Regions from separate parts of the Mus musculus genome. Here regions 1 and 2 are each linked to region 3. Evidence: chromatin contacts called from public promoter capture Hi-C data. All regions are on one chromosome and are shown on one strand. Each heading gives the region's core, a stretch centred on a gene start, on an enhancer-like site or on the middle of the called end of the contact. The rest is flanking DNA. Distances are from core to core; before and after follow the strand shown. Region 1 holds the start of Cdkn2c (cyclin dependent kinase inhibitor 2C). Region 2 holds the start of Rragc (Ras-related GTP binding C). Region 3 holds the start of Cmpk1 (cytidine monophosphate (UMP-CMP) kinase 1).

Region 1 (4,264 bases), core at 1,664-4,163, 5.3 Mb after region 3:
TTTCCAGTTAAAAGCACTTGCTGCTTTTGCAATGGACCAGAGTTTAGTTCCCAGCACCACCCACATAATACAGTTGACAATGTATCCGGGGATCCAATGCCTTCTTCTGGCCTTTTGGAGTGTACACACACACATTTTTAAATTTATTTTTTACTTTATTATTATTATTAGTAGTAGTAGTATCATTTTTTCAAGACAGGGCTTTTTGGTATAGCCATGGCTGTCCTGGAACTAGCTCTGTAGACCTCAGTAGGCCTCGAATTCACAGAAGTCCACCTGTCTCTGCCTCCCAAGTGCTGGGATTAAAGGTGAGTACCACTACCACCTGGCCAAATACATTTTTATTTATTTGTTTATTTATTATATAAGTACACTGTAGTTGTCTTTAGGCACACTAGAAGAGGGCATCTGATCCCATTACAGATAGTTGTGAGCCACCATGTGGTTGTTGGGATTTGAACTCAGGACCTTCGGAAGAGCAGTCAGTGTTCTTAACCACTGAACCATCTCTCCAGTCCCACCAAATACTTTTTTTTAAATGAATTTTAAAAGTTAGTGTTTGAACAAAAGCAACTGAAGTTATAAGAATAGAATTTTATTGAACAGCTTTTAGTCCTCTTTTAGTGTGTGTGTGTGTGTGTGTGTGTGTGTGTGTGTGTGTGTATTTTGAGACAGGCCTTCTCTCCGTAGCTCTGGCTGTCCTGGAGCTATCTGCAGACCAGGCTGGCTTTGAACTCACAAATATTCATCTTCCCTGACCTCCCAGGTGCTAAAATGAAAGGCATGCACCACCATACCCAGCTGCTTTTACTCTTTTTTAAAGATTTATTTATTTATTATTAGCTGTCTTCAGACACTCCAGAAGAGGGCATCAGAGTTTGTTACGGATGGTTGTGAGCCACTGTGTGGTTGCTGGGATTTGAACTCAGAACCTTCAGAAGAGCAGTCGGTATTCTTAACCACTGAGCCATCTTACCAGCTGCTGCTTTTACTCTTATTTGCAGGTTCTATATTTTTAAGTTTTATTTGTGGGTGATGGGACATTAAAATCTTCAATGCTTAGGGTTCCCCCAAACCCTTTTTAAAAATATTTGTGTATATGAGTACACTATTGCTCTCTTCAGACATACCAGAAGGGGGCATCGGATCCCATTGCAGATGGTTGTGAGCCACCATGAGGTTGCTGAGAATTGAACTCAGGACCTCTGGAAGAGCAGTCAGCACTCTTAACTGAGCCATCTCTCCAGCCTCTCCCCAAAGGTCTTAATACAACACGGTAGAGTGGGGAATACTTGTAATCCAGCCATACCAGGGTGACACAAGGTTACAAATACTAAGCCAGTCTGGGGTACATAAGGAGCAGTAGGCTAGCCTGGGCAACAGCACCCTAAACATTGCATTTTCTTTACTCAGTAATTCAGCAAAGATATTTTATTTGATGAAAGTCATAACACATGTACATCCATTTTTATACAGAATGCCCACAATTTTATTCTTCCTCGTTACCATATTTTCTCCAAGCAAGACACCATTAATTTCCAGAAAGCAGTGTTTGTAAATTTGTATTAGTGCTAGTTATCACTTTAACAGTGCCAATCTCCTATCATAGCTTCCAGATAACTAAAAACTCAGAGTTCCCAGAATGTATACATGGAATACAGTATACATGGAATCCTAAATATTCTGTTAAAATGATTTTTAAAGAAGTTCATCCCCTTTGTTGTTACCTGATTCACAATATTCAGCTTTCGATACCTCAAAAATTAGCTCTAATCTTTTTCTTAACAACTTAAAGAAACACTGCCAAATTCTTGTAGTTCCAATTTTCCCTAACAGCCAACCTGTTGCTAAATGACTATCCAGATGTCTCTGGCTTGTTTGAATACTTTCACTTTACTCCAAGGAACTGGGTTACAGATGTTACTTGAGGATATATGTGCAGTGGCTGGTTCTAATTAGACCAATATTTGGGGGGGAGGGGAGGCGGAGGGGGGGTTTGGTTTCATTTTGACCACTGAATGCAACCATGCTGGTGTTTTTTTAAAAGCATAAAAGTATAGAAGGCAATAATCTCATATGCCTACAAGAAGACGTGAAAAGTACAGAAAATTGATGAATATGAAATATATGGATGCACTGGTCCTTTTACACTTAGACCACCATCCTCACCTCCACCTAAAAACAACCAATCCTCGGTGTAGTGAGTGAAAGAAATCCCCCAATAAAGACATAGCCTTTTTAGAAAACCTTTCTAACTCACTGTAAGCTTTGTTTAAAGTTAATTGCATTTCTCCTTTTCCCTCAAGACTAGAAGTTCACATTTTCTAGACCCTGAAGTTCGTCGGGATTTCTTGTAATATGCTTTCAGTTCTCATAAAACTCGGTCTACAAGACTTCTCTGCCCTGTGGTGCTGTCAGTTGTGTCGCCTCTGCAGCCCTGGCAATGACCTGACAGGTGCCAAGGCCTGTGGCAGAGCAAAGGAGTCCAGCAGCCCCGGGCCAGGCCACTCGAACTCGGCGAGCCTGGTCGGGGAGCGCCGAGGAGGGTGGAGCTGCCCGGCTCCAGCAGAGGAGATCCTACCCGTCAGCTGCAGGGCCGCCGAGCCTCTAAGGGCCTCCGCCCGCACCCGCGGCCTTAGTTACCACCACCGGGGTCCCGCACGGTAGAGGCTCCCACTCCAGCCAGCCCCAGAACAGCAGGCCAGGCCGGGCCGAACCCACCCCGCTTCGGCAGGGGAGACTAGCGAAGCGAGAGGGCAGGCGGGAGCGCCAGCGAACCCAGGCCCAGCGCGGGCAGAGAAGGGCGCAGGGCCGCGAGGGCGGAGCGAGCGGGCTGCCGGCCACTGCGCCGCCAGGGCGTTGGGCGGGGCGTGGGCGGGGCCCGGCCTTCCCGCTCCCGCGGCGCCCTAACTCGGCGGAGCCTCCTTAAAACTCTGCCGTTAAAATGGGGGCGGGTTTTTCAACTCAAAAAGCGCTCAATTTTTTTCTTTTCAAAAAAAGCTGATGAGGTCGGAAAAAAGGGATAAGAAACCGGCACAGTACCTTCAGAGGCAACCGTAGCAGCAGTTGCTTCAGCGGAAAAAGAAGCAAAGGAGGGAGGGAAGGGAAAGATCCTAAAGGAAAGACGCGCAAGTGTCTGTAGCGGAGAAGGGAGCGGCGATCAGAGATTTGGGGGAGTCGGACTACAAAAGAAACTGTCAGCTGCGGCTCGCGACCGGCCGGCGCAGCCTGCCTCGGCTCCGGAACCCAACTGGCTGGCAGCCGCTGTCCTGTCCGCGGCACTGATAGGGGCACAGGCCGGAGGACCGCCAAGAACTAACTGGCCAAGTGGCACCGAGCGCCCGAGCTGCTGGGCGGCCGCCAAGAAGTTGGCGGGACTGGCTGCGCCCGGGATCTGTGGCGACCGCTCCTACTTCCAAAGACCCTTCCCATCATCGGACGCCCCGGGAAAATCTGAAAGGGAGGGAACGACAGCGGCAGAGGCGACGGCCGCCCCTCAGCGAGCGCTTGCAGTGAAGAGCCTGAGCTAGCTCGGTCGTAGGCGGGAAGTTACTGGTGAGCTGGCCGGGTGCAAGAGCGATGCTGCCGCGAGCTACCCCAGCGGCTGGAGCCCCATAGACGCTTCCCCCTTCGCCGTGCACCGTCTTCAGGCTGCCGGGAGTCCCGGGACCCGGCGGGGCCGGCATGACGGGCTTGGCGGGGGTCTGCCGCACACCCACCAGCCTCCGGAGACCCGCGCCCTGCCCGGCTCCCACGGCCTCTGAGGCTCGGCGGGGCTGCGGCAGCTCGGCGGGCGGGCTCCGGAGGCTCTTCTGAAGACGCCGAGCCCGCTAGGGAGTCGTTGAGACCTGAGAGTTGAGGGCTTCAGAGCTGCTGCTCTGGTCTGCCCTCAGCGATCGTCTTTAACCCTCCCGAGCACGTCAGCATCCAGCCAGCGCGGCGCTCTGCTAGCGAGCGAGCAGCACTCTGGACTACCCCCTTCGGCTAGACGGATGGAAAGTGAGCTCTGCGAAGGACCTGACTCTGAAATTCTGCCTCAAATCACCACTGTGAACAAGGGTGGGTTAATACCTTTTCTACTCTCTAATACTTTTTCTTTCGCGGTGTTGTCTGAGCTGACCTAGTCCTTTAAGTCTCCGCAACATCTTCCTCACAGAGCTGTAAAGCTTAGGTACGTGACAGCTCTGCCTACATCTCACGTCCATAGTAATTAATCAAGAACTGCTTCTGTGTATGTATCTCTGTTGAATCGCCAGAATCCTTC
Region 2 (3,888 bases), core at 823-3,322, 8.9 Mb before region 3:
CTCAGCTATATAGCCCAGATTAACCTCAAAATCCAATTCTCTTGCCTCTGCCTCCTCCAGTACTGAAATTACAGTACCACCTTGCCAGGTCCTATTGGGTTTTATTAAGAGAAACAGAGACAACGTTGTGACTATTTAACTGCCAAAGTTACATAGAAATCCTGTGGTACCAATATTACAACTGTGATCAGAGATTTAAACTTGTCAAGACCCGCTTTAAGATCATGAACTATTCTAGGTAATGTTTGAGACTTTGTGTTCATTCAAAAATAACACACACGCCTACCTCAGGCTCTTAGGAACAATAAAGACAATGGAGGGGATCCTGAGTAGGTAAAACTGTCCAGAGTGAGAAGTAGGGAGACCTGGGGGAGGAGGGAAGAGGCAGCTCCATAAGGCAGGAAATGGTAAAAACAATAAGCTGCCAATCATCACAGCAGGGAGCCAAAGGTGTAGCTCAGTGTGGTCCCAGAGCCTGCCTATCATGCATAATACCCTGGCTTCCAGCACCTGCACCAAGCCAAGCCAACCTGATAGCTCGTACCTGAAAGCTCAGGATGAGCTTAAAGTCACCCTTGGCTACATAGTCAGTTCTTGGCCAGCCTGCTATACAGGAAGAAAACAAAAAAACCACAGCAGGGCTGGAGATGTAGCTTTAAGGCTTGCCTGATACAACCCTAACATACAGCAAATTTGTCTCTCAGTGTTAACTTGGAAGAGAGAAAAAGTTCTCATAGGTTTCAAGTGGTAGTTACTTAGCATAAGCACTCCCCCCAAAGGTCTAACTTTGACACAGACGTGAGAAAATAAAACAGTTGTCCAGCAAGTGCAGGGGCGGAAGATGTGGGGGTAGGCAGCGATGTTGCTTTTTAAAAACACCACCCCTACAAAATACCAGAGATTTCTGTTTGGACAGACCTTTGTGTCAGAGTGGAAATGGGGAAAGCATGGTTGTCTGTGACCGTAGTTTTACCAGAAGTTCGCTCTGTTTGTAATGGGAATGGCTGATTGAAAGAAATCAACCCTGCCTCTATTTCCCTAAAAATACAAAGCCTTAGGCATTCATTCTATTCGTTCACGACGGACCCAAGTGAAAACAAATGCACTGATGTCTGTCCGCCTGCAAAACCGTCTCCAAAGATCGCTGTGACCAGCTACTGGGGACTGTCACCTGTAACTGCAACCACAGGGCTACAAGTTCTAAATAAAGTAGGTGTAGCGATAGAGTCCCCCCCCCCGCCCCCCCCCCCAAAAAATGTTTTTACAGAAGTCTCCAACAGACTGACAACAAACACTGAGATGCCCAGTGTCTTCGCCACAACACTTTCAGGCGCCGCTACGGTCCAGAGGCTGGGAGGAGATCCCTGAAAACTCCTGTCACCTAAGTGAGATGCGGCGGGACAGCACGCTCACCAAGTTCTCCGCGTGAGAACCGGGGACGACGGGTCGGTTTCGTCAACGCCACAAGGGCAGCGACCAGAAGGGAGGAGTTCTAGGGCGGTGACCGGCACCTGCCTCCTCCCTCCAGCCAGCGTCGCCTCCTGGCCCCCCTCGACCCTCGGAGGCCCAGGTCGGGGACCCTGGGCGAACCGCGCCCAGGCTCTGCGCTCGCAGGTGTGGACAGTGCCCGGGGACGCAGCGCCAGGCCTCCACCCTCTCAGGCCTCCTGGGCACCCGCCACCTGAGCGCCGTGGGCCGGGCAAAACCAAGGGCAGGCGGCGGCTGCGGGGCGCTCACCTTCTGGATGGAGGATTTGCCGCTGCGCCGGAGCCCCATAAGCAGGATCCTCGGCTTGGAGCTGTCAGCGCCGCCCGGGCCGCAGCCGCCGCCGGCCCCCGCGCCTCCGCCGCCACCCGCCGCTGCCTCCTCTTCCTCCTCCTCCACGCCGTAGCCGAAGTCCTTGGGGAACGAGTCGGCTGCGCCGTAACTGCCGGCCAGGGGCGTCTCCTCCGCCCCGTACTGCAGGGACATGGTGCTGGACCACCACCGCCCGCGCCCTGACAGGCCAGGCCAGGTTAGGCCGCCGCCTCCCCAGGCCGCCGCTGTTGCCGCCGCCCCCGGCAGTAGCCGCCGCAGGGCCCGCCCATAAGCCCAGCTCCGATTGGGCCGCCGCCAAGCTTCGGTTTATTATTGGCTGGGCGGGCTGCCACTCTGGGACAACAGGGTAAGTGGTACTATCACGTGCCCGGAATCACCTGACTAGCAGCGGCAGAAGGGGGGGAGGCGTCACGAGGAGTTCGGCCTGGCCGCGCCTCTCGTCGGCCTCCGGGCCTTCGCCCTGGGGGCACAGCCCGCAACGCACCTCGGCCTTCCATGCGCGCGCTGGGCTGCTCCCCGCTCCCCGCCTTCTTCCGGGCTCCGAGAGCAACGCAGGGAAGCTTCTAGGCGTCTGGGTAAGAATTCTTTGTGCCCCCCTCCCTTGTTGCAGCTGCCCTGCCAGTATTTAGTGATGCTTGTCAGGTCCTGGGTACCAGGAAGGCACTGGAAACTGAATTGCCCCTCCATGCCCTCAAGTTGCTTGAAGCTGAACAGAGATTGGACTTCTGTGTAAGTTGACTCAGTACAGATTTTATGGGAAAAGGCCATGAGGATAGATGAATTGCTCTGGAATTGGGTGAGTCCACCGGAGGTCGTGTGTGAGCCAGTCCAGACCTATAGATTCGGCACGTGCGAAAGGCAATTAGGAATCTCAGTGATAACTTGCCTATGCTGGTACCTGGAACCCGATAAGGAAAACAGATACGAGCATGCTAAAACATCTTCTAATTCCGTAAGCAGATCGCTGATAGGATACTGCTGCCCTTATATTCTACCGACTCCATCTTCACGCCCACCTAGTGCCCCTCCAGTAACCCATCCAGCAACTGAGTACTTGACTTCTTTGTGATTAGAGACTAGAGGAATTAGGGCTAATGAAGGCAAATGATTACTGCCAAAGTATGTTTCAGAAAGTTGTAAATGTCTCGGACTCCCAGAAGTGGAAATTTGACAACCCTTAAAATACAGCCGTGTACACTCAAAAGGAGTTGGGGTAGGGATAGGGCTTCTGGTTTTACAAAGTGACTGTTGTTTGCAGGGCTAAGGATGAAATTCGGGGTCTTTTGCGCATGCTAGGGAAAATTCTACCACATAGTCTCATCTCCTACTCAGACAGACTGATCTGACTGTAGAGAGAAAAGTAAGCTCTAGTAGGCCGTCACAACCTCACCTAAAAAATATCAACTCCACAGTACCTAATAGACAGGCAGAATGCACTTAAATATGCGTGTGTCTCTCAGTATCAATGGGAGAATGCTTTCAGGACACCCTTAATCCGATTAACCGACTGGAAGACGGTCAGATTCCTAGTATAGGCTATTTACATGTGAACCTATGCACACTCCATGTACTTTATATTATCTCTGCATTAATTATAATAACCAGTACAATGAAAAATGAAATTGTGTCTTTGCCAGGCATGATATGATGGCCCACATCCGTAAATCTCAGTACATCTGAGGCAGGTGTAGAATTCCCCCCAAAAAGTTCTAAGTCAGCCCACTCTACACATCCTTGACAGCCTTAGCTAGAAACCCCTTTTTTAAAGAATGGGATGTGTGTATAAATAGTTGTTGCACTATATTGCATAAGTGTAAAAATAAAGTCTACATATGTTCAGTACAATTCCCCCAAAATATTTCCAATCCAGTTGGCCTAATCTATGGATTCAGAGAACCAACTGCTGTGCCAGGGGAAATCAAATTTAACGGTAGCTTTGATAAAAGGTTTAACAGTTTTTGGGTGGAATATATGAGTAGAGATCATAGGACAACCACAGATATCTAAAAACTTTCACCCTGATTTTTTGGGAACAGTTTCTTCTTTATCTATCTCACAATGGGAGCACTG
Region 3 (3,903 bases), core at 931-3,430:
TCTCCTTATTCTCATATGCTAGTGTCCTAGCAGGGGGGTTGGAACCTTCTGAGCTTGGACTGAAATTTACCATCAGGTGTTCTAGGTCATAGGTGGTCAGCAAACTAAAACCTGCAATCTTAAGAATTGAGTCCATTTGGGCTTTTTCTGTTTATTTGTTTTCCTTTCAAGATAGGGTTTCTGTGTGTAGTTCTGGATACCCTGGAACCTGCTCTGTAGATCAGAGATCCGACTGCCTCTACCTCCAGAGTGCTGGTTTTAAAGGTGTGTACCATCACCCCCAACTATCCACTCCTTCTTGATGGTCTTAGACAAGTTTTCATTTTACTTTTGTCCCAGTTTAAAGTGCAAGGATTTTTAGTAGTTTTCTAAGGCCAGAGTGACTAATTAGCAGTAAGACTTAAAGAAAGGCCTGTGTACTCTTGGTACACGCTCCATCCTCTCTGCTTTAATATCTGTACAAAAGTGGGGCAATGCCCCAGACAAGGCACTTACTTTCTGTTGGTAATACAGAGAGTCAGGACTAGTTTTGTTTCTTTCAAGTCTCAAGTGCTCTGTTTTTCCATGCACAAAAACACAAACCTGGAAGCTCCTTGCTTCTTATTGCTAAATATTCTTGGGCCTATTTTGGCTTTGAAATTTTTTTGTTTGTTTGTTTTTTGTTTTAAGCAGGGTCTCATGTAGCCCAAGCTGACTTGGAACTTGCTATGTAGTTGAAGCTGGCTGTGAAATACTTCTTTTCATACCTCCACCTACCAGCTGCTGCAAATATAATTTTGTATCGAGCTGTTTGGGTTTCATTATTGTTTTGGAGATGGGAGTCTATGTAGCTCTGGCTGGTCTGGACCTTAAAAGTGTAAACCAGATGAGGGTGGTCTTGAGTTCACAGAGTTCCATCTGCCTTTGCCTCCCAAGTGCTGGGAATACAGTCAGGCTTCAAACCTATCATCTTCCTGCTTCAGCCTTTGACTTCAGGTTTCTTATTTGGGGAGCTGGAATATTGTAGGTCCAAAGCCAAATTATCTATCTTAGCCCCCAATCAACCATTTATTGTTCACCTCTATGTGACCTAACATTCTTGTGACTATTAGGTAAGTCCATTTGTAACATACAAACAGAATCCTAGCTTCCAAACCCAAAGGCTAAGAATGTGATTGTAAGGGTCCATGACTTTTCAAAGAATGACACCCTGGATTCAAAAAGTATGTAAATACAAAGAGTGTTTTATTTTGCAGAAGTTCAGCATGCTGGGGTCTCCCATTACCAAGAAAGACCGAGAAGTGAGCTTGCAGGCCCAATTTAAAGCACACTGGGGGAGTTCTGAGGTAGGTGGGCTTTGTCTTACTCTATCTCTAGTCAAGTGCAGCAGTGAGGAGGAAGGAAGTTTAATCTGTAACTGATTGTGAACCATCCATTGAGATAACTCACTACCTTTGGATCAGCTTGTCTCATCCCTCTCGTCATCATTTGGCATCTGGGGCCAATAACAGTACCAGCTTTGCTAGAAACCATCTCTACCAAGTTATCTGAAAAAAAAATTGCCATGATTCATAGCTTTGTTCTGTTACTATAAAAAACTCCATGAAAATGCTACCACTGCCGACTCCAATTTTCAAAGGTTTGTGTTCATCCAGGCTCAGTTTTCACTCTTTTTCTTCTCTCTTCAGAGTTTTCCCTAATGGCCCGAGTCAGGGTAACAGAGCTAAGCTTAAAGTCTTTCCCTGCGGTTAGAATATAACCTAAGTGCTTTTCCATAACCGACTCAACTCTCCATTAATGACTTTCCATTCCACTTATCCAGCCCTAACCTTCTAACATGCCCTTCTCTCTTGGCGGGTCACTGCATCCAAGTCTCTGCTCTTTTCAGTCCTCAAGTCTTGGTTCCAAGGTCACCTCTTTAGAGGCCTTCTTTGCAAACCTCAAACTGTTCTCATTTTCCTTTGGTTTCCTTCCCAACAATGCCGTTGTTCCTACTGACTCCTGTGCTTGCCTCTTCGGTTAGGCCGCTTCTCTTGGGAAAGGGAAACCCGGGAGATTGAACCACTGGTCTGCCTAAACGTCAATCCAGGTTCTGAAACTGAAATGCCTTGGGTCTCCAGCCACGTTAGGAAGAACCGGAACCGCGAGCGGAAGCTGGCGCAGCGCACGGAGGCCCCGCCCCTTCCTGTCACGGCGGCCGGCAGCTGGCGGCGGGGCCCCGGCGCCCGCTCTGCCCGCCCCCTCCCTGCCGCCCCGCCCGCGCCGCCGCGCCGGCCGCTGTCAGAAGCGCGTTGTATGCTGAGCAGCTGTCGTCGGCTGCTCCCGCACGTCCTGGTCCCGAGCTGCCCGCCGCTGACCCGCACACTGCGGCTCTTCCCTCTCCACCTCATGAAGCCGTTGGTCGTGTTCGTTTTGGGCGGGCCCGGTGCGGGCAAGGGGACCCAGTGCGCGCGCATTGTCGAGGTGAGGCCGTGCGGGAGGGCGACGGAGAGCTCCCGGGCTGAGCGGAGCGGGCCGGGGCCGGAGGGAGCAGCCGCGTTGGCGGCCGCGCCCCTCGCTGTGGGGAGCGGACTACGAGTCCCGACGGCCACCGCGCGCCCGGGCCGAGGGGCGTCGAGTCTACGAGTGCTTTGTTTCCGCGCGCCCTTGCTTCCACTCCTGGGATCCGGGTCTTCTCGCTACATCTCTGGCTGTCAGTCTCCGGCTAACCGGCCTCGAGGAACCCGACCCGGATCTTGTGGTAGTTAAAGTGCCGGATTTGTGAGAGCCCAGGCGCTAACCTTTGGCCCAGCTGACAACTCACGCCCTTTTCCTTGGGCGAGTGAGTCACTCACTCTCAGTGAACCTCAGTTGTCTAAGCAAATAAAAAACTCTGCTCTCCGAGAAAGTAAAACACCACCCAACTATAAAATCCTCTTATCATTTTTTAAATAATGTTTGCTTTAGGACTGCAGAGATGGCTGAACGGGTAAGGGCGCCTACCACCACGTTCCATCCCTGAGACCCACAGAGAACCACAACCCCACTCCCGCGAGTTGTCCTATGATGTTCACTCTAGAGCTCAAGGGTTTGCCCACACAAATAACTAAATACAATTAAAGTTTTGACATAAGTTTACCAGTTCCATTCTTTTAGTATTTGAGGTCAGGGGTGGCATGTACACGGAGAGAGGCAAAGACTTTAAACTCAAGCAGGTATGGGTTCTAGCCCGTGTTAGCTGTAGTGATGGACTGTCTTGTTTTTTCTAGCCCCTATGAGCTGTAATGATGCGGTGAGGAAGGCTTAATGGACTGTCTTGGGCAGTGTTTTAAAGGAAAACAAGACAATCAGAAAGAAATGGCAGGGTTGGGGAAAAACACCCAACATTCACCTTTAAATTGAGTGCTTGATAAAAGGTTTTGACCCAGAACTTGATAATTTCTTCTTTTCCTATAAGCCGTGGCCTATATTTGCTTTGTATTTTTTTCCACGTTCATATATTCAGCTCCTGCCCTATAGTCTATTCTCTAAAGAACAACCACAGATAAATAAAGTAATGTGGTCTAAAAGTTGTGTGTTTTACAGTTATGTCTAGAATTACAGATAACTTTGGAAAATCAGTTTAATCACAAAGCACATAGAATTTTTCTCCTTATTTTTACTTCTGTTTGTTTTATCTATTAGAAAGCCAAATGACAAGTGGATGGTTTCAGTTTATAAGTAAAATGATTAAAATATAGATAGCATGGTAAAGGAGGGAGTGAGTCAAAACAGGTAAGCAGTTCAAGACCTGACCCTGCTATTGTTTTTCCTAGCCCCAGAGATTGCTATTGTTTTTCCTAGCCCCAGAGAAGTTACTTTTAGCCTAAGTTACTTTGTAAGAAGGGAGAAAATAGAAATGAAATGTCTTGTTTTGTATCTGTGACTGCTAAATGAGGTCTCACA

What was found. Promoter capture Hi-C pulls out the DNA fragments that hold promoters and counts their contacts.
Region 1: a contact with region 3 is called in a promoter capture Hi-C map of pre-B cells. The contact joins the promoter of Cdkn2c here to the promoter of Cmpk1 in region 3. A contact is called at or near these places in 5 of 39 promoter capture datasets (cranial neural crest, frontonasal cranial neural crest, maxillary cranial neural crest and 2 more) and 1 of 484 Hi-C or Micro-C datasets (pre-B cells).
Region 2: a promoter capture Hi-C map of pre-B cells shows a contact between it and region 3. The contact joins the promoter of Rragc here to the promoter of Cmpk1 in region 3. A contact is called at or near these places in 1 of 39 promoter capture datasets (pre-B cells) and 1 of 484 Hi-C or Micro-C datasets (CD4 T cells).

What each region holds. Positions count from the first base shown.
Region 1 is chr4:109,665,405-109,669,668 of GRCm38.p6, reverse strand. Cdkn2c (cyclin dependent kinase inhibitor 2C) reads left to right here and starts at 2,913. Exons shown (of 3, transcript NM_001301368.1): 1 at 2,913-4,059.
Region 2 is chr4:123,915,617-123,919,504 of GRCm38.p6, reverse strand. It overlaps Rragc (Ras-related GTP binding C), which reads right to left and starts at 2,072. Exons shown (of 7, transcript NM_017475.2): 1 at 1,738-2,072. The coding sequence starts at 1,971. It also overlaps D130007C19Rik.
Region 3 is chr4:114,985,505-114,989,407 of GRCm38.p6, reverse strand. Cmpk1 (cytidine monophosphate (UMP-CMP) kinase 1) reads left to right here and starts at 2,180. Exons shown (of 6, transcript NM_025647.3): 1 at 2,180-2,442. The coding sequence starts at 2,275.